Regions from separate parts of the Rattus norvegicus genome. Here region 2 is linked to region 1. The links are chromatin contacts, called in public Hi-C maps. All regions are on one chromosome and are shown on one strand. The core of a region is the stretch at or near the end of the contact, and the rest is flanking DNA. Distances in the headings are between cores, read along the strand shown.

The links. A called contact is a pair of places that touch in the nucleus more often than the background predicts.
Region 2: a Hi-C map of frontal cortex shows a contact between it and region 1, with 2.3 times the contacts expected there. The contact joins the enhancer-like site here to the promoter of Sema6a in region 1. A contact is called at or near these places in 1 of 12 Hi-C or Micro-C datasets (frontal cortex) and 1 of 1 datasets of contacts at active chromatin or transcription factors (oligodendrocytes).

Annotation. Positions count from the first base shown.
Region 1 is chr18:42,355,848-42,361,728 of GRCr8, reverse strand. It overlaps Sema6a (semaphorin 6A), which reads left to right and starts at 3,189. Exons shown (of 19, transcript NM_001108430.2): 1 at 3,189-4,119.
Region 2 is chr18:44,919,658-44,925,557 of GRCr8, reverse strand. LOC120098276 (a long non-coding RNA gene) reads right to left here. Exons shown (of 3, transcript XR_005496429.2): 2 at 5,804-5,900. Among named protein-coding and RNA genes, the nearest start is that of Dtwd2, 170 kb to the left of the region's middle. Within about 2 kb of position 2,262, at least 9 of the 93 cell types and tissues checked have an H3K27ac peak or open chromatin away from gene starts, as enhancers often do.

The DNA.
Region 1 (5,881 bases), core at 1,940-4,439:
GGGTCCTGGAGAAAACAAGGTTTCAGAACACACCCAGGCTGCAGTGTCACAATGGTTCTGTGAGACTGCACACTAGAATTGTCTCGGGGGTGTGGGTGTGCAGTGTGTGTGTGGGTTCAACAAACACCCAGGCCCAGGTCCCATCCCCCCTCCCCCTGAAAAACTTAAAACTTAAATCTTTGACACCTGAGCATTTGCATCCTTTAAGACACTGGGGTGGGGGTGGGGGAGCGGTTTAATAGCAAGTGGATTTTGAAAGCACAGATTTAAACAGAAAAGAAGTTTGGATAAGATGGGTGGGATCTGGACAGGTTTCTCATCCCCAAACTAGGCTCTCCTGACTCCCCCAGGATTTCATACCAACAGGGTCAGAAGAGCCAGCCCTTTCTCCCAGGCGTTTTATTTTAAAGCACCAGAGCTTCTCATCAAATGTCTAGATATGTTCTTTAAAGGTAAGCGGGGTGAGTTTACCTTTTTTAGTCTTATTTCACACACACACACACACACACACACACACACACACACACACACACACACACACCACACACATGCACACACAAACCTTTTTAAGTAATACGAGGGAAGTGGATGTGGTCACGTAAGCATCTCTTGAAGAAAGTCACTCCAGGTAGCTTCTAGCCCTGACCTCATTCTTGACAGGAAGTCACCTCTTTCCTCTGGGCCTCCATCTGACCCCTATAAAATGTGACCTAAGGACTCATGTGGACGATGACAGATATGCTTGTTAATGCTTACTAGGCAGTGAGTGTCCTAGATTCTCTGTTCATACTGGCTAGTCCACAACATTCCTGAGAGGGGAGTAAATTAGGAACCCCTGGGACAGGTAAGTCAACTGTGGCTCCAGAAAGATGTGATTTGCCCGGGATAACCAGCTAATATGTTATCTAACCCCTGGTGGCCTCCTGAAACTTTCCACCGTGCTACTAAACTATAAAATGAGCTGTTTTCTGCTTTTTGTTTTTTTAATTCTAACGTTCTGTGTGGGTTTTGTTTTGTTTTGTTTTGTTTTTTACTTTCATTGGCTCTTTCTCTTGACTATCAGGGTAAATTGCAGACTCTAAGAGCTTTGGAGGGGCAGAGCTGTTGTTGAAAAGTTAAATCTGGCTTTTGGTAGAGTCTGAGACAGTGAAGGGGAACCGGCATCATGAAGTTTCTATGGTTGGCTTTTCCTGGTTCCTAGAGCATCTTTTCTCTGGCAGGTGTAAAGTAGCATCACGTGGTAAGAACATCGGGCGAGTAATTGGATAGTGAGCCCTTAGGATCTAATAATTGCCAGGAAGATTCTGGGTGGTATTTCTTTATGGTCAAAAGCACGTTCAAATTCTTTCCCTCTTGTATCCCACGATTTTTAAATTAGGTAAATTTAATCTCTCTCCTCATGGCTCGGTGTTACTACAAGTTAAACATGCGAGTATTAATATTGAAAATAATTACCCTTTAAACAATATCTTGAAACACGATGTGGGGCACTTCCAATATATCCATAAAGCAAACAAGACAGCTTAATTGTTTGTTTCTCCAAGGGAAGGAGCTAAACCGGAATTAATTTGGTTCTGTCTGTGAAACAATTCGTTTGCTCTGCCTAATTCTGCCAATTAAAGAACTTTTCCCAGACATAATTAGCATGTAAATCAGGCGTGGGTAGCGAAGAGGGAGCGTTGGCCACCAGCACGGGGTGGAGATGCGGGACGAAGAACCGATTGCCCCTGAGTCTGTCCATCTTTAGCCTAAATCTGGGTGTTAGAGAAGTCTCCGCCAAGAGAGCTTTTCCCACAAAGCCCCAGAGTTAGGAGGACGACACTTGGAGACAGCCCTCACCCAAGCCTCCAAAGCCTGAACAAGACAGTCACCTCCCATCCTCAATATTCCAGAGTCGCGCCCAGAGCCTCAGGCGCTGCGCGCGCACCTAGGGCCGCGCCCCCAACCACGGCGGATCTGTATCAGCTTTTGCTGGTCTGGGAAGGGTGGGGATAGCAGCCCCTGCTGGTAGTTTAGGAGAACAGCAGAATTGATTTTCCCATTTAATCATTCGGCCCACCCTTTCCCCAGGTGGTTTTGTTAGAGGAAAAAAGCCCAAGGGCGGGGGAGATGTTGAGGACGTTGTCACGTAGTCGTTTTTCTTTCCTGAGCACTCATGAGCAGATTTTTGCACACACAAGAACGCAAAGCAGGGAACGCGGACTTAGTGGCATCAAGCCCCAAATTGGGGAATAGGTACAATTTCTAATATGAAGCTTCTCAGCCAACCTGGGTCTGAGACTCCGATCCTCCTCCCCTCTGGCTTTTCTCCGCTGACCTAACGTGCAGTACAGATTGCTCCGGGAAATGCTCGGCCACCCGGCGTTACTTTCTTTGAAAGCTGTGGCCTCGGTGGGCACCATCTGCGAGACCTACTCTGGTAGCAGCAGCCCTGGCGCGCAGTTGTTTGCGGGGCGCAGCCGGCGCGGCCGCGAGAGCGCCGCGGCTGGGGGAGGGGACTGTGGTGCGGCCTGACTAGTTGGCACAAGCCCGTAACTGCAAGACTTCTTGCCTATTGTAAGTCCAAGCAGCGGAGAGAGGCCGTGCCTGCCATTCTTCATGCTTCATAACAATAGAACCTTGGAAATGGTTGCGATTTCCCTTTTCCAAGAAGCTGTTGGACTCCCTTTGGTATTGTTTGAGTCTTATTTCTAAAGTTTACTCATTTCTAAGAACAATCCTCACTGCGGACTTTGAAACTAAGATAGTTTAAAACAGATCGCTGTCTTTAACCACGTTCTCAGCACAGTAGTTTATGTGCTTATTTAGCGAATGTTATGACCGAGTGTGTGTAGGAACTATTTTTAACCACATCGTCTTGTATCTAATTCATCTGGGTAGGAAGAGGGTCCATCACTTCCAGAACCAACCTCCTCATACAGTAATCAGAAATAGAAAGATTCGCCGACTCTTTTTAAAACTTTTCCATTTAAGAAAATCGATGGAGAAACTCTTGTAACTCGCTCCTCACCAAGTCTATTTTTATTTATTTTTCTGATTTGGCAGGGCTCAGCAATGCTGTCTGGGATATCTTTTCTTTTTCTTCTCCCCCCCCCACTCCCCCGCTAGAGCAGCTGTGGGGGTGGGGAGACAGGGGCTGGGCTTCTCCTAGAGTCGCCCCGCTGGGACCTCCCGGGTGAGCGCCCCGGGGGAGGGAAGTTGAAGTGATAGGAAGCCCGGCTGTCGACTCGGCCCAAAGCTCCACCTGCAGCCGCACCGCAGCAGGTCTCCTCTTCCTTTGGCTTGCGCTCGCGCTCTCTGCCTCCCTCTCCCTCTCCCTCCCTCGCACACACATCACAGCTCTCCTTAGGGTCGGAGGAGACGCCAGCCCAGGGAGGCGGGGTTGCTGGAGGAGAGTCCGCTCTGCGCAATCCAGTCCGGGACTTGGCTCCGCCCGGAGCGTCGGCCTCTCCAGTGACACAGGAGTAGTGAGCCGCGCGGGGTGAGGCTGCAGCCAACTCCGCTCCCCACGCACTCGGCTGCCTAGGCGCTCGGGACGCGGCAGAGGCGCTTTTCCGCGGTGCCGACTGCCCGAGATGCCCGCCTAGGAGCGTGCGGCCGCGGCCAGCGTCGCCACACCCGGGACACTGCACTCGGGGTTGCAGAGCCGCCCAGAGCCCTGCACCTCTGCCTCAACCCCTACCCCGCCCCCCGCCCTGAAATGACTAGTTAATGGGCGCTGGCACAGCTGAGGGGACTCAGAAGTGAATCCAAGTGGAATTTGGATTTGGAAAAAGAGTTTCTTGAGCATTTACCCTGGTCCTCGCTGGTTTTCTTCCTTTTCTGTTTTCCCCCCTTTTCTTTTCAGTTTTTTTATTTTTAAAATTCTTTTTGGCCTTCCTCTCACCTCCTCTTCTGTCATTGGAGATGAACACAGCTCGCTTGCATCCCAGAAAGTAATCGCCGTGACTGTTGCCCCCAAAGAGACAAGCACACATGTAGGAATGACAAAGGCTTGCGAAGGAAAGAGCGCAGCTCAAGGCCCAGAGAGATCTTCTCGATAATGGATTACTAAATGGGATACACGCCGTGCCAGTCCGCTCCGAGCCGCGGCCGCCTGCCCGTCGATGCACCGAAAAGGTATGGCTATGGCATCCCTGGCGCCCCATCTCCTGGATCCAGGCTGGGGTGAGGGTCCCGGGGTTACCCCGGGTGCGCTTTGTAGTGCTTGTGTTTGATTCGGTCTCACGGCTCTGCCTCCTGAGCGTTGTCCCTTTCTTGGGGGAGTAGCCCCGAGTCTTGCCTTCAGCTCTTTTCAGTCCTGAACCCCAGAGACCCCGGGCTCCATGTCAGGAGCTTCCTCACCCGCGTCGCGCACACCACCGGCGCCGCCCCGGACCGAGACCGAGCGGGTGGCTGTCCTACCCAGTGGGGTGTGCGTGTGTGTGTGTGTGTGTGTGTGTGTGTGTGTGTGTGTGTATTACCCGAGTCTACGAGCTCACTCTTGGGCCAGTAAGGAGGAGAGCGGCCCTGGAGGGTGGGATTCTCTAAAGCGCCTGGTCCTGGTGGCGATTGCTGGGGAAGGGGAAAGGGTTCTGCCTTCGAGGGATAAAAAGGGTTGGGGAGTACTCGGCTTTTTGTGTCCAGCCACAGGTTTAGGCTCTGATGTGGGAGAAATGGTTGTGCGGACACGGTGGAGAGGAGATGAGGATCTTTTGTTATCAGTGCGGGGTCTGGGCTGGGCTTGGTTGAGTGCGTGAAACTTGTAATGGCCCTGAGCATCTGCGCGCCCTGTCTCTTGGTGGGATCCACTCTCCAGTCGCTGCTGGCACCAGAGGTTCCGGGCTTTGTTTGCAGGAGAAAGTGCCTAGGAGCAGTGTCTTCCTACCGCGCGGCGCCCCCGCCCTATGTCCTGTCCCCTGCCTCAGCTCCCACTCGAGCAGGGCACCATTTGTCGCAGCTGCGTCTCTCTCTCTCTCTCTCTCTCTCTCTCTCTCTCTCTCTCTCTCTCTCTCTCTCTCTCTCTCTCTCTATCTCTCTCGCACTAGCTCTCCAAGCTAGGGCTGGCCCCTGCTGCGCCCTCCTCCAAGACCTGTGCGGTCCCTCTGGAGAAAAGATGAACCCCGGGAGAGGGAAGGGTGGGGAGACCTGGTAAGAGATAGATAGCTCTGGGCTTGCCACTCTGATGTAGGCTCGGCTGGGCTGCAGATTGTGGGTGTCCTGCTTGCTGTGTCCTGGAGCTCTGCCTCTGGGGCTGTGGGGAGCCTGAAGCAAGCTGGGCAGTTCCTTCTTAGCGACCCTCGGTGGATAGTGTCACTTCCCCCCGTTTGCCGCGTTTTACTTAGCTCCCCACGGAGGGAGACAGTGTTTGAAGCAGGATCTGAGGTCTCCCGCGGGCTGTACAGAACCAGGCTACTGTCCTGGTACTGCGTGTGTCAGGGAGAGAAACCGGACCCCGACATTTTTTTCCCGCTCGCTCGCCGCTCCTTTCCCAGCGCCTCCTCCCTTTTACAGTGCAGAGCCCCTGTACCAGGCGCTTCTGGAAAGTTTCTGTGATAGCTTAAGACTCCTGGAAACAACCAGACGAGGGCTCAGCGTGTTCATTCTGACCCCGAACGACTGAGCGGACAGCTGGGATGTGAGCAGGAGCTAGACGCCTGCCCACTGGAGGGAGGATGGTACCTCCTGGCCCGCCGCACTTGCTGGACCAGGTTCTCCAGCAACTGGAGAAGGGCCGTGGCGGGGGTGGGGGGTGGGGGAGCGGTGTTGGGACGTATTAAATTCACGATGTTAGTGTGACCACAAGTGGCGGACAGAAGCTACTGTGAGGGCGCGTGTGGACACTGGCTCTAGCTCGCTGGCTCACGAGTTTCTGGCTCCAAGCGCAGCATCCCGAACCCCC
Region 2 (5,900 bases), core at 1,013-3,512, 2.6 Mb before region 1:
TTTCAAAAGTCACTAAACTTTTCTGAACTTCAGCCTCATCACCAGGAAAGCGGGGTTTGGGGGGGATGTCCATTTGACTAAAGAAGTAATGTTCATTAAGTCCCCATAATGATGAGGATGACGATGACGATGACGACGACGACGACGATGACGATGATGATAATGTCTTCTAAGCAGAATATATTCTCACTAACATTACAAACAGAAAGCAAGTTGCTCAGTGGACCACTGATTGGCTTCATGAAGCATGCTTTTCCTACAGTATGACCATTTTTCTTTAAAATACATGTCTTTAGTCCCCATAGGGATGCATTTCTTATTCTTCATGACAGATCCCAGAGGATCTGTTCTTGTTCTTGATGACCTAATTATGCCCCCAAAAGTCCACCTCATCATGCACTTAGGGTTAGCACTCCAGCCTATGAACCTGCTGCAGTCTACAGTCTGAAATGGGCCATTCATTCCCATACAGTGAACATAGTTCTGGTCTTTCCCTCAGCGATCTGAGGACATCCTGGTCCTTGTTTAATAGCCATCATGACTCAGTCCAAAGAGGACCAGTAGAGACTCCTTTTGTGCTTCTTTGACGTCAACTCTGAGGGTGTACTTTCCAGGAAGTCAAATGGTTTTCCAATCAGCAGCAAAAGGATTTAGCACAGGGAGATGGGGCCCACATTTCTGCCAAGGGAGAGACAGCTAAACATCCCTTTCTCCACAGGCATTCATGTGTGTCCCGCTGGACTTCACCTCCATGTCAGGCTTTAAGCCCTCCTAACCTGGTTCTCTAATCCTCTCAGCCATGCCCTAGGTGGCTGTCTATCTTTTGTGTGACTGGGATACCGGCAGCAAAAGCAGCATGCTCTTGGTCTGGGCAGGAGGGTTCTACTCTGTGTGGAAGGCTTTTCTTAGTAGGTCACACGAGCTCTTGCTGGGTTTACTTACAATGTAATCTCTACAGAAAACGTAACTGCAACCAACTTTGCTGCTGTGTTTTGGCTCCTGGAAGTATTCCATGAGGAATATAGCAGTCTAAGCTAAGAGGACCTGGGTCCCAAGTTGAGTGGGCATGGTTCCCTTTAGTGTTGAGACAAAGTGGCTGTAAACTGTGGTTTAACCCTGGTTTTGTTTGTGAACTGTCCTGTGCCTGATGTCTCTTGCATGAGTTGAAATGGAAGGGAGTAAAGTTTAGCCACCACTGGTATAGATCTCTGTGTCAGTCACATCTTTCATTCTGATAGGAATCTCAAGCGTTTGGTTGTAAGAAATATTTGTTTGGTTTTTTTTTTTTTTTTCTGGTACAAACAGTTATCCCCAAGAAGTATGGGTGTTTTAAAAGTGAGTTCAAAGGCCACTTCATCTACGATCTCTCTAATGTGCGACAATCTCTACATAACCCATCCGTTCTCTTTCTCTAAGAGGACAATGATTCTATTTTACAATGCACACTTTTCACTGACAAAAATAAGGTCTGATGCAAAGGGCATGTAATACAGTCGCTGAGCACAAGGTGGCACTAGTAGTATTTCTAAGTTTAGGCAATCCACTGCTGCACTTGTTTTGTTAACATTGTATTACAAAGAGGAGTGTGTGTGTGTGTGTGTGTGTGTGTGTGTGTGTGTGTGTGCACATGTATGCTTTTACCCCTACCACTGAAGCCTCTTCCTTCTGTTGTTACAATGAATTCAAAGGCAGGAAGGTTTTGTTTGTTTGAGGTTTGCCTTGTGGACTTAAGGTGCTTGCTGTCTGTCCTTTGAAGCTTTAACACAAACAGGCCCAAATTCTCTGGGAAATGATCCCCTGTTTAGCAGCTGTTCTCCAAGCTTCCTTCACCAACTTGGGACTATTTCAAAGGTGTGGAGCAAGGATGGTATTTGTCTCCTATCCAAGCTCTTTGCTTCTTCGGGCTTTTAATAGTCTTTGTATAGATTTAATATAAAAGGTACCAAGTCACTGCTGCCTTTAAGTAACAAATGGACGGCTTCATGAATAAGTAACCCCGTCCATATAGCTTTAATAGTAAAAGTGCTTACTTAAAAAGATCTTGAAAGCTACAAGAAACTCTGAAGAAATTCTGAAGCCTGTCTGTGGCATCTTCTTTGGCAAAGGTCGGTTTTCCAAAGGAAGTAGTTGAAAGAAATCTTGCTAAGAACTTTCTGAGGCAGTTTATCCATAATGACCTAAATAGCAAGCATCTTAGGCTTTGCGGGACAGAGGGCATTGGCTGTTGCTATGCCCTATGGAATCTGCTGTTTGAGCTTGAGGGCAGCCATAGGTAACACACACATGAATAGATATAGTTTTGTTCCAACAATATTCTACGTACAGAAATAGACTGCAGGCTGGATTGAGCTCATGGTCCACAAATCCCTGACGTAGGGGAAGGGAAACTTTGCTTTTCTCACTCTGATGGAGTCATAACATTTTGGATCCCCTTCTTTTCTAGGCTGTGACCGAGGGTTGTTCAGATGAATGGTTTTCACCCTGCTGGAGTCTCCACTCTTCGAGAAGCAGAAGATAAGGTGTGATTTCTCTTTGTGTCAAGGCAGCAGGACCAGTTACTCGCAACAGTCAATGTGATCCACACTACTCTCTGGTCCTTCGCGGGAAAGCTGTGCTGAGTCTAGCTTAAAGTCACACTTAGCAGACATAGTGACGAATCTCTCCTTTTCTCTTGAAATCAATCGCGCGATACTTGGCTCTGTGTCCACAACCTGCAACTTCTGCTATGTCCAACCTACCACAGAGACCCCCAGTCCCCACTAGTCCATTGCTTATCGAGAGTCTTCACTGCTCAGACACTTAGATGTGCCCACAGGTCAAATGGCTGTTCACATTTTAAATGTTTATACACAGAGTCTGTATATGTCTAATAGTGGATGGGTATAGATAGGAGCCGACCAGCAGTGTGGTGCTGCTGGGCATTGACCTCAGATGTTATTCCGTCTACTATTTATGACACTTGCCCACTTTCTTAAAAAGCAAACTCTGATTCACTCAGTAAATCTCAAGTTTGTCACTGAGGATTTTAAATCCATCTGTAGATAGTGTAGATGCTGCTTGCCTATGTGACTCCTTAGGGCTTATAGTAGACACTTAGAATGCCTTTCTTCACAGAGTGACACTGGCTCCATGATTCCTGTTTTTACGGAAGATAGCTACGTTTAGAGAGATGAAATGCAGTGGGCTACTGTAGGATGATGTCATATGTGTGAAGGCAGGTACAAGATAGAACAAGGCCTGTCATTGGACGAGAAGGAAGGATGGGCAGGAGAAAAGTTTTAGAGAGAGGAGGAGACTGGAACAGGAGGAGAGAAGCAGTGGAGAGAATATGGAGGCTGACATTAAGATTCCTCTCTGCACCTTTACAGGTTGTTATGAATGTTCTTAACGGATGGATGCGTAAAGGGCTTCTTTGTGTGTCTAGGTGGGCAATTATATATTATCAATTGGTTGTAAGTTAATTGTGTGAATGCATTGTGCACTGAGCATTTAACGTATAAATCTGGTTGTTTGGTTCCAGCTTGCTGAGTAATGATTTCACTGAGTGTTGGGAGTGTGAACAGAGTTTGTGACAGTAAGCCATGCTAGTCTATAGAATGCTTGGGGCTAGCATGGTGTGGGACCATGCTAGCCAGCCCGCAGAATGATATGTGAGTCTCAGGCGTGGTAACAACCGCCAAGGGGACCGTGTGTGAAAGCAGTAACAGAGAAACTGCCAGAGCACCCGGATCTTGGAAGTGGGAACTCGCAGGAACCGGGACAAGTGTCATCATTTTTATAATTTTACAGCAACAGACTACCAAGAATGAAACGTGTGCCACTAACCAAGGGCTCATCTGAGATTTCGGACCACTTTCCGTATTCCATGGATAGCATTTTAACCTCAAAGTCAGCTTTCCTGATGATGTCAGCAGCCCTGCTCTCAACTTTGCTACATCTAAATGAGCAGTGGTTTTGATTGCAGCCCGTCAAACAAATGTGAGCGTAAAGGAGGCTGTGAAACCCTGAAGCCCCGCCTCTCTGAAGCTCCGCCTCTTCCTTCTCTCACATACTCCTCATTTCCTCTGTTTGCTTTTGTGTTTTGCTTGGAGAGTCTCCAAATTGTCATTTGTATGGGCAAACATTGAGAATGAACATGTTTAGCAGGAAATGGAATTTCAAAACATGATCTTGCAGCACTAACTTCTGGGAAACGTACTTAAATAAACCAACTACATGGCTTTCTGCATCATTTTGGAGCCCCACTCTAGTCAGGCTTTATGTGCGTATGTAGAGGTTTCTGTCACTGGGTCTGAAATTCTGAATTCTGCACCCCTGAGAGCAGTTGCTGGTTATCAGGAGCCTTCAGCTCTGCTTATCAGTTCTAATGATCTGGACTACAGCAAGGAACGGACAAAGAAGCAAGTTAATCACAGGAGCTTAGCTTCCTGGGTTGCTTACTGTGAAGACTTTTAGAAGACAAATCTGTTAAAAGATTTACCCCACAGAGTACGTTAAACCTGACGCTATTCACTCATCGGTTTTTCAGTAACTTGCCTCGCTTTGATGTCTGTGCTGTCATTCCATAATTTTCCTTCTGACAAACCCGTTTCCCTTTGAATTAATTTGTAGTTTATGAAAGCAGGTATGTAGCCATCATCTCTTATTTCTTCAAATAATATTTTTTATTTGCCCTTTGAACATTTTATACACATATGCATCATGTCTTAATATTACACAGACTCCAGTTTCCTCCAGACATACTAACTTCTCTCCCTCTTGACTTCATGTCCTCTTTAAAAAAAAAAATTGCAATTAATAGTCCCTGAGTCAATACAGCTTTTCCCCTTTAGGTAGAGGCAGGATAGTCCTATGTAGCCCAGGCTGTTTTTTGTACTCAGATGTTCTATTTCTGCCTTCCAAGTACTAGGACGATGGGTTGATGCTACCACATCTGGGACTATCATTTTCATATTATGTCTAGGAGTAATTTTAAGAATAAAAATATTTGAGGAGGAAAGGGAAAAGAAGATGGGATTTTTTTACAAAGATTTTTATAAAAATGATTTTATCTTAGGTCGGTACTTTTTCATAGATGAGAGCATAGTTGATTTAAATATTATATTGAACAAGATCACCCAATATCAGAGCAACGAACACCAATTGCTCCTTGTCATATGGAGAGCCTAGCTTCCCAACATTTGCTTTTTAAACCTGAAGTATTTGTAGAAGTCAGGGCATTAGAAATGGGTCTTTACAATGCATCCATTAGGGAAGGAGAGATAGAAAAGTATAGGTAAAATGTAGTTGGGATGGGGAAATACTGGGGGCAGAAAAGGCTCAAGCAGGGAGGGATGGAAGGGGTGGTAACGGAGGTAGGGTGTGTAGGGCAAGGCTAACCAAAATGGAAAGTATATAAAAACATATATGGAAAGCTATGGTCTTGCAACCCAATTTCAAACACATAATTAGAGTGGATAGTAGAACACAGTCGGTATGACGGAATAGGGAGGAATACTTCAGGTTAAAGGTTTAGCTATACATGGGGAAAGCAGATGTGGGATATCAGGGATAGGAGATATGTTAATGAAAATAAGGATGCATAATAAGCTGTGTGGAAGTGCACTCATTTTAAAGCTGATTTAAAAGGAGTTTTAAGCTAAAGGTGATTGTGTTGCTTGATCAGCATGAACAGACAATGGTGGTCTAGAGGCATGGTCTAGAGAAATGGCTAGTTCCTACCTCCTAGGTTCTGAGCAAAACCAACCAGAGGTCCAACCCTTCCCCTTGGGCTTAAGAAGGAAACACAACCATTTCTACTAACCACATAGTCAGCATGAGAGGAAGGGGAGGCGATATTCCCAAAGACATTTCTGTGGAGATCGTCCTTTCTTTTCCTAAGACCAAGTATAGGTCCACAA